Linked DNA regions of Xenopus tropicalis: region 1 is linked to region 2. Evidence: chromatin contacts called from public Hi-C data. All regions are on one chromosome and are shown on one strand. Each heading gives the region's core, a stretch centred on a gene start, on an enhancer-like site or on the middle of the called end of the contact. The rest is flanking DNA. Distances are from core to core; before and after follow the strand shown.

The links. Hi-C and Micro-C count contacts between places; a contact is called where the count stands out from the background.
Region 1: a Hi-C map of neurula embryo shows a contact between it and region 2, with 1.8 times the contacts expected there. The contact joins two enhancer-like sites. A contact is called at or near these places in 3 of 5 Hi-C or Micro-C datasets (brain, gastrula embryo and neurula embryo).

Annotation. Positions count from the first base shown.
Region 1 is chr2:57,324,096-57,331,425 of UCB_Xtro_10.0, reverse strand. It overlaps a transcript of bcor not described here. Among named protein-coding and RNA genes, the nearest start is that of bcor, 47 kb to the left of the region's middle. Within about 2 kb of position 3,600, at least 3 of the 11 cell types and tissues checked have an H3K27ac peak or open chromatin away from gene starts, as enhancers often do. A contact at or near this core is called in neurula embryo, where this site is marked.
Region 2 is chr2:57,184,762-57,191,389 of UCB_Xtro_10.0, reverse strand. No RefSeq gene overlaps it. Among named protein-coding and RNA genes, the nearest start is that of bcor, 190 kb to the left of the region's middle. Within about 2 kb of position 3,124, at least 3 of the 11 cell types and tissues checked have an H3K27ac peak or open chromatin away from gene starts, as enhancers often do. A contact at or near this core is called in neurula embryo, where this site is marked.

The DNA.
Region 1 (7,330 bases), core at 2,351-4,850, 140 kb before region 2:
ATTTATTGGAAGATCCTATAGATTGTCTGGTCCTTGTCTCTACTACAAATACATGTGGGGTTTTACAAATAGTCCTCCCCACCAGAAACACAGTAGAATCTGGAGCTTATCACAGCTCTGCCTTCACAAACAGAAGATAAACTGCTGTCTCTTGTTATTCCCTGCTGATTGTCTGGCACCCTATAAGTGAAAGCTCTCCTGTACAGCCTGGAAAAGCATGCAGTAGGGCATGGAACCACCGTGCAGTACCAGCAAAGTTTTTTTAAAAAGAAGGTTATTTAAGTAGTAAATAAATGCATCAAGAAAAATCAAGAAACAGACAGCTCTTTGGTTTTTGTAGGCTGATTGGTTAGGAATGTCTCACAAATGGACACCTGCATTTGGTCATTTAGGTATTTATCTGGCCACAGGGTGCTCAAAATCTCTAAGGGCTCTGGCACACGGGGGAGATTAGTCGCCCGCGATAAAACTCCCTGTTCGCGGGCGACTAATCTCCCCGAGTTGCCTACCCCTGCCATCCCACCGGCGAACATGTAAGTCGCCGGCGGGATGGCAGACGCGGTGGGGCAATTTCAGGGAATCGCCGAAAAAGACTCGCGAGTCTTTTTCGGCAATTTGCGCAAAATCGCGCCGCCGCGTCTGCCATCCCGCCGGCGACTTACATGTTCGCCGGTGGGATGGCAGGGGTAGGCAACTCGGGGAGATTAGTCGCCCGCGAACAGGGAGTTAAATCGCGGGCGACTAATCTCCCCCGTGTGCCAGAGCCCTAAGACAGATTTATGAAACGGAGATAAGAGCTCACTAAAAAAAAATTAACGCACTTTCAATTCATTGCTATTGGATTTTTAGAAGCATATTTATCATTAACAAATATGCATTAGTGGGTGAATATTTTTGTAATCTCACATTTTCTGCCCCTAAGCCTTTTTTATAAGATACCATAATTATAATAAAATATGTCCCTCAAGCATGCAGAAGGTTGCTCAACATTGTCCTAAGCCATTGTGACAGGGCAATGATTTAAGTCTAGTGTTTAATCATACTGAACTTATGTATCCCTATCTATCTCTGAATACCCAAGCAGCAAAACATGAGGGCACACTGGGTGTACGGTTCGCTTCTCTCCTTGTGAGTTTTCTAGGCAGGTGGAAAGAAGTGAATCACCTCCTCTAAACTCTTGTGTGTAGCTAGACTGACAGCATAGCGTTAGTCTGAGTGCAGCTACACAGAGCAGAAATCAGCCCGAAAAAAATGCGAAAGAATGCATTTTCCGTCCAATGTCTGTTCTGTGTAGCTGGACTAAGGCTGATGCTGTGCAGTAAAGCTACACACAGAAGCATATAGTAGTTGATCCACTTCTCTATTTAGGGTCGGACTGGGGGTTGAAGGGCCCACCGGGGCTCCCGCCCCAAGGGCCCTGCAGGTGTCCCCTAACCCCCCTTGCAAGGCCCCCCACCCGACGGCCTACCCCGAGTGCATAAATTTATCAGTCGACTCGTCAATCACCCAGGTTAAAGGATTTTGATTGGGCGCCCGAGCAAAATCTACGTTTAGGGCTACATCGTCAGAAAGAGGTAGAATTCCTATTGTTTCTGAACGTTTGTGGAGGGTGGGAACGATCGTGGCCACCTTTACGTATGTGTGTACTTGTTTATACAGGAACCAGATATATTAAATACATAAAAAGGAAATGGAGCACTGTCAGACTATTTCACATATAGGGGCTGATTTACTTACCCACGAACGGGTCGAATGGAGTCCGATTGCGTTTTTTTCGTAATGATCGGTATTTTGCGATTTTTTCGGATTCTTTACGAATTTTTCGTTACCAATACGATTTTTGCGTAAAAACGCGAGTTTTCCTATCCATTACGAAAGTTGCGTAAAAAGTTGTGCATTTTTCGTAGCGTTAAAACTTACGCGAAAAATTCGTACAGAATCCGAAAAAATCGCAAAACATACGAAAAAGTCGCAAAATGTTCGTTTTCAAGTCGGAACTTTTCCAATTCGGGTCGGATTCGTGGGTTAGTAAATCAGCCCCATAGTGTACTGAATTACAACTTCGAGCATTCTCAGAACCCCAAAGGCTCCAGAGGCAATTAACACAGCTTTAAGTATGCCCAGTATCTTTTCTATAAGGGTAGATTTATTTTCCTGTCTGTCTTAAATAGAGTGGGACACCTTCCATCAATTCTATAGAGCAGGCCATAGTGACAATCTTGATGTCACCATCGCTATGTCAGAGCTGGCAGAAGACATGATACATAGGAAGTGATTGAGATGCAGTGAGCACTCCTATTACAGCAGTGAGAGGGCTGATTCCAGGCTTATCAGCAGTTTTTCCTCAGATATGGTTTGAGCATTAGGGTTTTAAGACTTTGTGAAGTGCTCAGTGCAAGCCCTTCATCTTAATTTTAATTACAATTGACCCTGAAGCACCAAATAAAGTTTAAGAATTTATGTACACAAATTTTAACCTGTTCCAAACCAGAGGTATTGTGTGTAATACTGGGTAGAGCAAAGTAAAATGACATCATAACACTGCATCATTGCTGCCTAACCTAAAACCTATACCTGTTATTGGCCGATTGGTCCCAGTAATATACAGCAGCTAAAAAACAGAATTAATACTGTAAACGCAATGCTTAGTGTATGTGACAGCAACATGCCCTTTTCCTAAATGTTAAACACTGGTGCAATACTGCTATCATTTTATGGTTTATCTATGCTTTCCTACAGCTATTAACACTGAAATCAGGTTAGTAGCATAGAGAAACATTAATAAGGGATAGAAACTAGAAGGCCCCAGGACAAGGCAATGTGGGCCCTCCTTGCTTAAATATAATAAATCACCCCATCTTAATGCCCAGTGGATCCTCAAAGCTTCTAAGGCTAATAAGCTACCCTTTAACTATGGAAATTATATATGGGTAACATTAGCTTGCATGTAGTGCCAATGGAATCAAGAGCAAATATATACCATAAGGATGCAAGATCTACCAGTCAGAGGAGCTCTCAGCCCATACAATATTTTTTTTTACATAACAGTTTAATGGTTTGATATCCAGTACTGCAATAGGATGCAAGTCCCTTCTAAGCTACCAGTAAATATAAAAAATAATACAATTTCTTCACATTTATAGGTTCCATATATCAGCCCTCCTTATCTGTGATCCATAAAATATGAATGTGTTTCTTTGCTCTATGTCTGTATGTGCAGTACTCTCCATCCCCAAACAAGGCTTATATTTGCAAATTGCACAGCACAGCACAGAGCTAGGTAGCCTAACCCCCACCCCCAAATTAATAAGCAAAGCCCCGGCTAATTCTGTATACAATGAACAAAAACAGCTAGGCGTGCGTCTCCCCAGAATTATAATACTGGGCTCTTATCAGTGGCGTGTTAAAGGGCCTCTATTGGCTGGCGCAATAACCCTTCCAATCCCAAGATTTCTAGCCTCCTGCAGTTTGTTTTGAAAGGGGAGCCATAATTCAGGCTGCATGGGGAAAGCTAACAAAACACTGTCAGCACAGACAGCAAGGCATTCCTGTGTGGCTCAGCGATCCGTGCCTCGCACAGCACAAAGCCTTTTGGGGGAGGGAAAGAGAGAGCTCTAGTATTTCCAAAGCTGCCGTCCCCAGGGAAGTCACTACCAAGTGTAACTTCAATCAAATGTTAATTCTCCCGCGGATGCTCAAGATGTAATCTGATCCCAACCAAGGTTTTACCATAGCCCGTCTCAGTGCGTAGTCGGCATCCTATGCTTATACTGTACCATGTCTCTTACTTCTTTTGCCTCCATGCCCATGCCTTTCTTTCCTCACCAGTAAACCAGCTTAGCTCATCTCCACAACCATAATCCCCCGACAACTTGCCTCCACTCATAAGTAAACTGCCCACACCCTGTCCAGTCAAATCATGTTGTGCTATATCGGCCTAATCTAGTCGCCTCTATCGGTTGCCAATGTATTAAGCCTTTCTTCTCAACAGTTGTTATGCCTTGCCTTATCTTATTACCCAACCAACCTCCATATTCCCTCCCTGGGGGAGGTAATATTTTTACTGAGCCCTTGATCATTGTTCACACTGGCACCCCTCTCAGTGCATGATTGATTTCTGTCCATAACAGAGCTTAGTGCTATACGACCTTGTGTGGAGCCAGAATGTGCTAAATCGCCAGACCCAGGACACTATGTCCGCGATTCTTCAGTTACCACAGTGTCGGACTGGCCCACCAGGATACCAGGAAAACTTCCGGTGGGCCCAGGTGTCAGTGGACCCTCTTCCTTTAGCCTATTTCATGGTTATTCCCTATTTCTGCATGGGAACAGGGAAGCTTGATAGATGGAAGAATAGAGTATGTAGAGAAAAAGAGACTACTATAATAAAGAGTTTGAGGGAGTAGAAGAGGAATTAAAGTTTTGAGAGTGAGCCCATGGTCCAGGGTTTTCTGGTGGGCCCCTGCCATCCCAGTCCAACACTGGGTTTGCATGAATATCTCCTCACTTATTATTCCCAACCTGTGGCTCTCCAGCTACTGCAGGCAAACAACTCCAATGCAATTCCTTAGGGTGAAGGCACACAGAGCTAGTAGTAGCAGCTACTTGTCATGGCTACTAAAATAGACAATGCTGATAACTTACAGATAATTGTCTCAACCTGTGTTTTAGCTAAAGCAAATCTCAGTATCGTCTATGGCAGTGTATTTTTTGGCATTTAGTAGCCTTGAAAAAGTAGCTGCTACTAGTAACCCAGTGTGTCTTCACCCTTAACTACCGTCTAACAAATAGCTCAGCGCCTTCCATACTCAAATCCCTATGAGAAAAATAACCAGGGCTCGTCTATGAGTAAAGTTGTTGCCAACTTTTTTGGTGCCATGAAAGTCGTTACCATGTAATCTTATACTTCAGTGTTTGTCTTTATTGGCAGAGCTAATCTCTCAATGTGGGGCATAATTATATATAATCCAACAGGCAGCTCTCCATCTACAACTGAACACATGTCCCAATATGCCCTGATACACTTTAGCTCTTAGTGGAAGCTGTAGTGCTAGTTTAACAAAACCTAAGGGTAATGGCACTAAAGTCTAAAGTAATAATATAGTTTTTCATTTATTTTAAAATATGTATATTTCATTTTATATGCAAGTAAATAGTTTCACATAGGGCAACATGTCTTAGTGATTCCTCACACAACTGTGCCATTTCAAAGAAACTCTTAATCCAAATTTCCAGCACTGATGTTTAGGACACATTAATCATTTTAGATCCACTGAATGGGTTTCCTGTCCGAAACACCAATATGTCCTTTATATTATTATCTCTATGGAGATGATCGCAAGGTCTTTATGCTAGCAGTGATTAGCAACAAATGGGCAGATTTGGGACGGATTATGGCGCTACACTGTGTAGGAATTTAGCGACATTTCTAGTGCTGGCTTACTGCTGATTTATAGGTTTTAGGTGGCGTTCTTAAATGATAGCAACGCCCAGTGTGCTATTAGTGTGCCACAGGGCAGTGTGAGTTATCTAGATCGTACTTCATCTAAAACCACCATAAATTAGCTGTATGCAGACATACAGATGGGATTCGCTGACGAAACCATTAAAGCAATTAGAACGCGTTCAGAACAGCTACTTGTGAACGTTGGCTTGGGGGCTTGGCGGCCTGGCAGCCGAGTATTAAATGTATATCTATGTAAATCCCATGGCCGTGCACTTTGTGATGCCCGCCAGAGGAAACGTAAGGTTACATCGCTGGCTTTCCTCCTTTACAGCCTGCCTGACCTGGTTATAGGACAAAACATACAGCGCTTGAACAGCTGCTTCCGACTTCTAAAAACATGGCAATGTGCAATGCAACAACATTACAGAACTAGGACAATGATGATCATTTCCCTTAACAGACACAGAGGCAATGCCAGCATTGCTTCCCCTTTTGTACATCCAGGATTGAGTTCTTTCTTCTATAAAGTTACTAGAGGAACAAAGAGCTCTGTCCTAGCGCCTCATTTGTCCCAAAAGGGGTTCGCCGGATCACGAGTGGGCCACAGTCCTGACATGTACTCATTAAAGGTTCTAATCATCTGCTTAGTCAAGGCGTTTTCCAACTGTTTCGTTCCTTGTTCGGAAGGAGGGTGTAATAGAGCGAGAAAGAGGTATAACGAGAGGAAATTCTAACCAGCGCAACCATGTTAATTAAAATAATATATGCATTTGTAATTTCCCTGACACCCTATTAAGTTTGTATCTATGTCTGTGCATATATTACCATCATGCAAAATATAAGCGTCGATTAGCAAGTAACACTACTAAACAGAGCAACCCTACCTGCCCCCTACATAGAATACTGGCACCCAGTGCCACTACGGGCTGCTATACAGATCGATAGGGACAGATTCAGCAGCGATTTCCTGGCCGTGAAGCCAGCCGTTCCTGATACTTACTCTCGCACCTATGGCCAAACCTTACCATTCCTTTTGGCTTCTGTCTTAAATTTTGGCAGGCACCCCCTCCTTTTGCAATGCAAATCAATGTGGCAATTACCATCTAAAAGCTCGGCCGGCCTCAGGTCAATGTAAATTGATCATTGTCCGCCTTCTACAGAATAACACCGGGAGTCTGTGGAGCGTAATGAGATTATCCTGGAAACTGTCTTCCAGATCACAAATTATATTTCATGCTGTCAGGATCTCTCTCCTAGCGGCCTCCCCCGCGCATGTCTAATCACAGGGCTCCCAAATCCATTAGGGGGATGGGGAAACACAGATCTGACCCCACCACGGGGCAATCAAGCTGCCTGGCCTAAACAGTTAACTCATTTACCACCGGTCCCACTACAAATTGGGCAATGTAAAATATTTTGACAAATAGGAGGGCTCCAGATGTACTTGGCCTACAAATCCCAGCATCCTTGTGTGAAATTGGTTTGACGTAAGATGCACCCTTGTCTGACTAAGCTACGCTATACGTGGGTTCTATTGTGGAAGCACTGCAGGAAATGCTTTGGATGCGCTCATATTCTGAGACATAGTGGCTGGATAGCAGGCAGTTTCCGAAAGTGATCTAATTACTAGTCCTTCTGGATCCGCCGTATAGCGTCTCCGCTCTGGAAATCAGTGTGGGCTGCCATCCATTATTCATACTCTCATTATATATAAATATATATAGTTCCCTGCTTCCTGGGCGCGCTACTCCGACTGTACGGGTGCGTTCTCTGCACAAAAACTGGAAAGGGACTCCCCAGTTACTGACTGCGGCTTGCGTACCAAATCACAGCATTTACAACAGTGTTATCTGTTAAAAGAGTTGCCCGTTGAGGGATGGCCAG
Region 2 (6,628 bases), core at 1,875-4,374:
CCACAATGTGGCACATTTTGACCATTATCCATGGCTGCAATCATGCTTTTTATGAGCAGCCTAAATGTCAGTGGGATTGCGAAGAGGAGCAGGCTTGTGATTGAATAATCCAAGCTATTATAGAACAGCAAAGTCTGAATTGTACAATGGAAAAGATATTCCAATCAGTCTTTCTGGATACATTTCCTCAGGCCAGGATGAAGATGTGCCAATTTTGCAGAACAGGCTGGTTGACATATTAGGGTGGGGAGAATGTTTACTGGCTGAAAGAAAAGGGCACCAGAAGCAAAAGTAACATAATTAGTGTGAAATTCCCCTTGCATTTTGTCAAGTGCAATTTGCCCTTCTAAATTTTTCACACGTAATTTTGTAAACTATACCACATACCACGCCATTTCTTTTCAGGCTAAGTAAATGAGAAGGTGGGATTTAGGGATATAAGACTTTTTATTTTTGTTCAATAAATCTTTAGGTTTGCCTATGGTTTTACTGAGCAGCTGACTAGGAGTAAATACAACCACAACCAACACCCCAAAACATTAATCAGACTTAAATGTGTATTCAGAATTTTTGTGTGGAGGCTAAACATTTATCAAGAATGCTGCATAATCACCAATGTACATTGAGCTTTTTTGTGCTGTGGCTTCACATTGCACACCATCACCATCCCAGTACATTAAAGACAGTTGGTTCAGCACAAACAAGAATAAATTGCAGTTAAAGAAAAGTTGGGGGGTGTTTAGGTCCCCCCCCTCAGACCTGCAGAAATCACACGCCACAATGGGGCCCCGTGGTGCAGGTGGGAAGGACAGGGCTGGCCTGCACCCATCAACTGTGCTCTTTTATCTGCCTCAATGTGCAGAGTGCAGTCAGACTCTAGAAGTGCTCTATTGCGGCCCTTAGTGCTGTTGCACGTCAGCATGGAATTATAGTAAATTAACTTTGTGGCTTTTTTTTGGCACACCCACAACCATACCTGCTGTAGGGGAGCTTATTTTGCATTGGCTAGTAAAGCACTGCGCACATTGTGGCTGTGACTTTGAGTGGGCTTGCTCAGGGGGAGACTGGTCAAAAAGTAGATGTGACCTAAGTAAAAATTTACACAATTTGCACCAGACTTTTAAAGGTGTCCCCAGATTTTACTCTGAAAATCTGTTACCCTTAGCCAAGGTGTCAGTCTGCCCCTCTCACAAATTACCCAAAAGAGGTAAGGGCATGGTGATGGGTTATTTGCTGTGGCTATATCTAGAACTATAACAGGGAGACCATTATGGCAAGGTAGTCATTTAACTGTAACATTGTTCTGAGCTACCAAGGGTCTTATGAAATGCTGAACAAGATGAGGGGCTTGAACCTATAAAGTCTTGAAAACAACTGTCCTAGAGTGCCAGTAAACAAGAGATGGAGGATCAGGAAAGATCTACTAATCTGTTTGTTTCGGAGCTCAGACTGAATCATTGCTCAGTGAAATGGCTTGCAAGTAGATCATCATTAATCATGTCCTTAAAATACCAGCATTTCCAGCAAGCAGACCGAAGGGTTATCGGTACATAACTGATGACATTCTGGGAATGCCTTTAAGTGATAACCCTATCCTAGTACCTATCCTTGCCAAGAGCATTGTAACAATTGCATTGCCATTGTGAACATCTGCCTTGAGACTCTACAGCCTGCAAGGCATATGCTAGAAGATGTCATTTTCTTGTGACTGAATGAAACATCCATTAAGTTCTTCCTTATGCAAGAAATGCAATAACAAGTTTTTTTAAAAATAGAAGGTATTCACAAACCTAATGCTATACTAGGACCTGGGAAGGATGATGAGAAAGGGGTGGTGGGGGGGGGGGAGTTTTGGTGCTGCATGCTGAGCTTTATGCACCCAAAACTTTACTGGGCCCTACATACCTGCCTGCATTAGTGTCTCATTATCTAATAATATCTCATTAACTAAACTAATTTCTGTCAATTCATCATTCTCTCCTGCCCTCCCTGTCTAAAACTCCACTCTCATACAAGTCTAGATTCCACTTACATTCTCTTTAGCTGACAAATGCAGAAGAAATATGAGCCCATTTATTTCCAACATTCACCCACAAATAAGTAGTAGTATTATGTAATGCAAGGCACTAAGTTTGCCCAGGAGCAGTAACCCATAGCAACCAATCAGCAGGCAGAATGTACCGGTCACCTGTTTGAAAGCAAACATCTTATTGGTTGTTTTTGGTTACTACTCTTGGGCAAACTTAGCACATTTTATTACATATGGGGGCTAATATGTTATCTTTCACCTGGGGGCTCTCCAGCTACCAAAATCCCAATGGCAGCTGTTGTAATTCAGAAACAAATGGAGACCTCCAATATGAAGACCACAGAGCTGAATAACGCCAAACTCACTTTTTCGTTCTCTTGTGTAATTTCTCTGTCTGTAAACACAGTGCTTGAATATTTTTGTAAGGGGAAACAGAGCAGGCAGAGGTTAAAAATAGCCAGAAGAGGAAATTACTCTATCTGGGATAAATGGTGCAGCAGCGGCTGAATGTGGATAATGAAAGAGAATGAGGAGAGCAAATGGATTACGGTGCTATTTTTAGCAGCTTGCATTCTAGATTGTAAGTTCTTAAGCGAAGAGAGCTCCCCATCTTCTGGATGTTCTGTATGCCTTGCTATCTTTTATATACAGCCCCTTTATAAATATTCTATAATAGAAATTAACTAACAGTAACAAAAATATTTATTGCTGCAGGTATGCTAAACAAGTGCCCCCACAGCTGTTGTGAGCTGGAACTCCTAGCATCTGGCTGAGGATGCTGGGAGTGGTGGTTTCTAACAGATGAAGCGCTGCATGTGTGACAGCCTAGCATATTGGGTGATGCTCTGAGAATCTTAGCGAGCTGTGATCATGCACGCCATTTCACAATAGGTGATCCGAGAAGTGGGAACTTGAGATTCCTCGCAGCCTTGTAATGTGGAAGTAGCAGACGTGAGCGCCAGGAGGGGGAGGGGAGAGGGGTTTCTCATTACTCGCTATTAATCGCCTTGGGCGCTTGATTATGGGCAGCCAGAGAGCCTCACAACCCTTACACAGCGAAAGACCAGATCAACTGTGTCCATCAACTCTCCATCCTGTGAGGCATCCCCCTCCCCTTTTTTTCTTAGCACATTAACCCGCTTACACATGTCACCCCTCCCCCAACGCAGACATCAGTCTTGTCAATTTCTTGCACGCATCAGTGGCCCCTACAGACTTCCTTTGGACCACCCTGTCAATGATCTGAAATCTCCGCTCTGAGAGAATCGATAGTGTGAGAGCGGATCCTCGCTGCAAATATTTATATGTGCTGCACGTCTGCTGTCTGTTAACCCTTTCACCTTGCTGGCAGGCGTTAAAGTATGAAGTGATTGCTAGATCTCTCTGCCAGGCCCAATGTATAACAATCTGGTTCTGCCTTTTTTATGTTATAGATATCCATTATGTAAAATATAGTGGAGGTATTAACTCACAAATTCCCTTCAAAGGGGACATGCATCTGCCGCTCAGCATGGCTGCAGTTGCAACTTGGAGGACTTTACTGTATATCTCACTAATTTATGCAACTGCTCATTACTGCTGAATTATCAGGGACACCTCTATGTAAACGTGGGATTGAGTATTCTGTGTATATTGCCTATAAATGCAGTGCTGTATTGTAAATGGGTCTATCAGCATTTATTTTTCCCAAAGAAGAGAATCACAAAAGCTATGGCAACATAAAGCATTCACTGCTTTATAATCTATCTTTGTACGTGACATCAATAGATTCACATTAATTAACAGCCTATTGTATGGGATTAAAAGGCACAGTAATGGCATTGTACGTTTGTGGTTGGTAATGTTAGCGCTATTTGCGCTTTGAGCAAGGCCAGCTCAACCCCAGCCTCCGTTATTGTGTCTTCGTTCTCTCATTTATATTCCCTTCTCTCCCTTGTTCCCTTTATTGCCGTCACTCCACGTATTTAACACGTCCTTTTCAACCCACACGGTATTTTTTCTTCCTCCGATCAGCGCATTTCACTTTACGGGGCTTAACCCTTGCCGTCACTGCAATAAATGGAATGCGCCGATGTTAAAGAGCGCCGCTTTGTGTAATGAAACAGACAGAATGCACGATAGCGTAATAGATGTGTGACTGAGGGCAGAGGAACTCTAGTTTTCTCTATGGGCAAAGTAGGGCCTTGCGGCCAGCCAGCAGTCTGTGGTGCTTGAAGCGGCTACATCCACCTCCCTCACTTGACGTAATTATTTAAAAGTGGCTAGATGTGTTGCTCTAATTATTTTAGATGTTGTCCGTGCCTTCAATAATTAATTAATAAGCGGAGAGAAGCACGCTATGGCGATTCTCTCGCTGAGATCTAGATAGGCAAATCCTATAATTCTGCTCAGATCTCTGGAAAGCTGCTGCCTATAAACCGCATGAGACTAGAGCGGATAAGGAATGCATAAATAGCTGAGCCATATGATGCTCGATTGTTAAAGCAAAAAGCATAATTAGCACCTTACGAGCACCCACAGGAGCAGATCTGTCTTCTAAGGGCAAAGCAGTATAACAATATTGAACGTTCGGAGACATGAAAGACGATATGAGGCAGCGTGTTGCAGGTGCTCTCATTAAATGAGGGAGGTTTAACCAGTACAGACCTACGTCTTTCTGTCAAGAGACTCCAAATGTCTCCGAGAACTACCATATGGCCTGCCTGAAGCCTAGGGTGGGGGTGCATTGTGGGTTTAAATATGTTATGCACATCTAATGTTCAGGCTAATATAAATCATTTATGCATACCCAGGTTAAGCGGTTTTTCTTTGCTTATAAACTGCTATTATGTTTAGGCTCAGAAAGGCTTCGGGACAATGGGCAGATAGCAGCCCATATTAAACAGTAACACTGGATAATGTATTTATGTTCCATTGAGTTATCATTCACCCCATACAAGCACACCCATTTGGCACCTGTTTTGATTCTTTTTGTAATTTATCACTTTATTTGCACACACGCAAACCACCAGCCGTTTGTACATCTCTACTGACAATGTTGGCGATTTAAACCTAATCTAGGGTATATCTGTAAGTCATGTAAAAAAAAAAAAAAAAAGCATTTTCCGCCATATATTAAAATCTAACACTAATTAGTTTTCTCTTTTGGTACATTTTCCCTAGGCTCATTAACAGGGACTCTAATTATTTCTAAGGCATAGCTTGACAAGAAGGGCTCGAAGTGAAGTCCAATATCTCCATAATCTGCCGCAGACCTCGATGCGCTCTTCCCTGTCTCATTCGCTTCTGCGATACCCCGACCTTCATGCATCTCACATAACTGTCTTAGAACGCCGCTCGCAAAGGCATAATTAGCAATTCACGAGATTCATTTCAAACGGGCAAGGAGAGGAGAAGGAAATCACCTTTTAGCGAATGAAAGGCGGGCAGAGAGAGGCTATTTAAAACCCATGCTTGATATTCCCCTGAGCACGCAAGCTTTTTGACTCATTGCCAAGAAGCATTTCTCTGCGCTATATTATGTGCCTGGGAGAAAATTACGGCAATAGCAAATATACCAAGCCTACGTTATACACCATATCCCTTAACATATAAGAGCTCGCAGCCTGAACTTTTTTCCCCCAGCCTTTGTTTTGCTAGTGGCAGACAAATCCCTAGCCATTCCTCAGACTGATGTACCTGAATATGCTAACTACACCCAGAAGGTCCTACATAATGACTCACTCGGAATGACTGATAACCTAAGGTTGCTCTCCCTCAAGAGCTGCCTAATTGACTCCCTCTCTTCCATCCTTCCCATTCCAGCAGATTGTTATGATCTGCTTCTGTGCAGAAACAGAGAGGCTGAACCAAGCGGGATATATATAAAAATGCTCATTGTGTATGCTGGAACAGCTATCAGCGTGCTTCGCGAAATGGCTATGCCTGCGCAGCAAGTCTGAAAGAAATAGTGGTAGCGTGTATGTAGCACAGGGCTGTCTGTGAGACCACTGTAGCGATGCACTCCGGGTTATTCCAGCAGCATAGTAATTAGTACATAAAAGATCCGAATTTAAACATGCCGTGCTAGCATGTTAATACTGCAAGTGCACTTGTACCTCAGGAATCATCGGGGCTCGCTGTGACCACTGATTAGTTTTATAGGCGGAGGCTATTAACATCACATTAATGAGAGGTGAAGACTTACAAGGGGTCGTCTATCACAGGGTCCATTTTCTTTATTGGGAAAAGTCAGTAAAGAGACTGTTTGGAAATTACGATCAGCTCTCACGAGTGTTGTATTATATTAGCTGTTGTACCTGCATCACTTTGGATGCGCTGAAGGGACAGAGCAAACATACCGGGGCCCAAAAGAGCAGCAGGTAACGGTATGAAGAGACCTCCTACTGATTTACCTCTTGATTATGCAGGCAGCATAGTACAACAAATATGTCAACTTTTTGTTGGGAGTCTCCCTAATTTAAACCCCTCTCACCCAGTCTCCATCACAAATTTGCTCTGACAACCTACACACTGAAATGCATAGAATTGGCACCCAAAGTCCTCCAATATCATCCAAAGCTGACAACCAAGGTGCATGGCATGGGATCAAGGACAGGG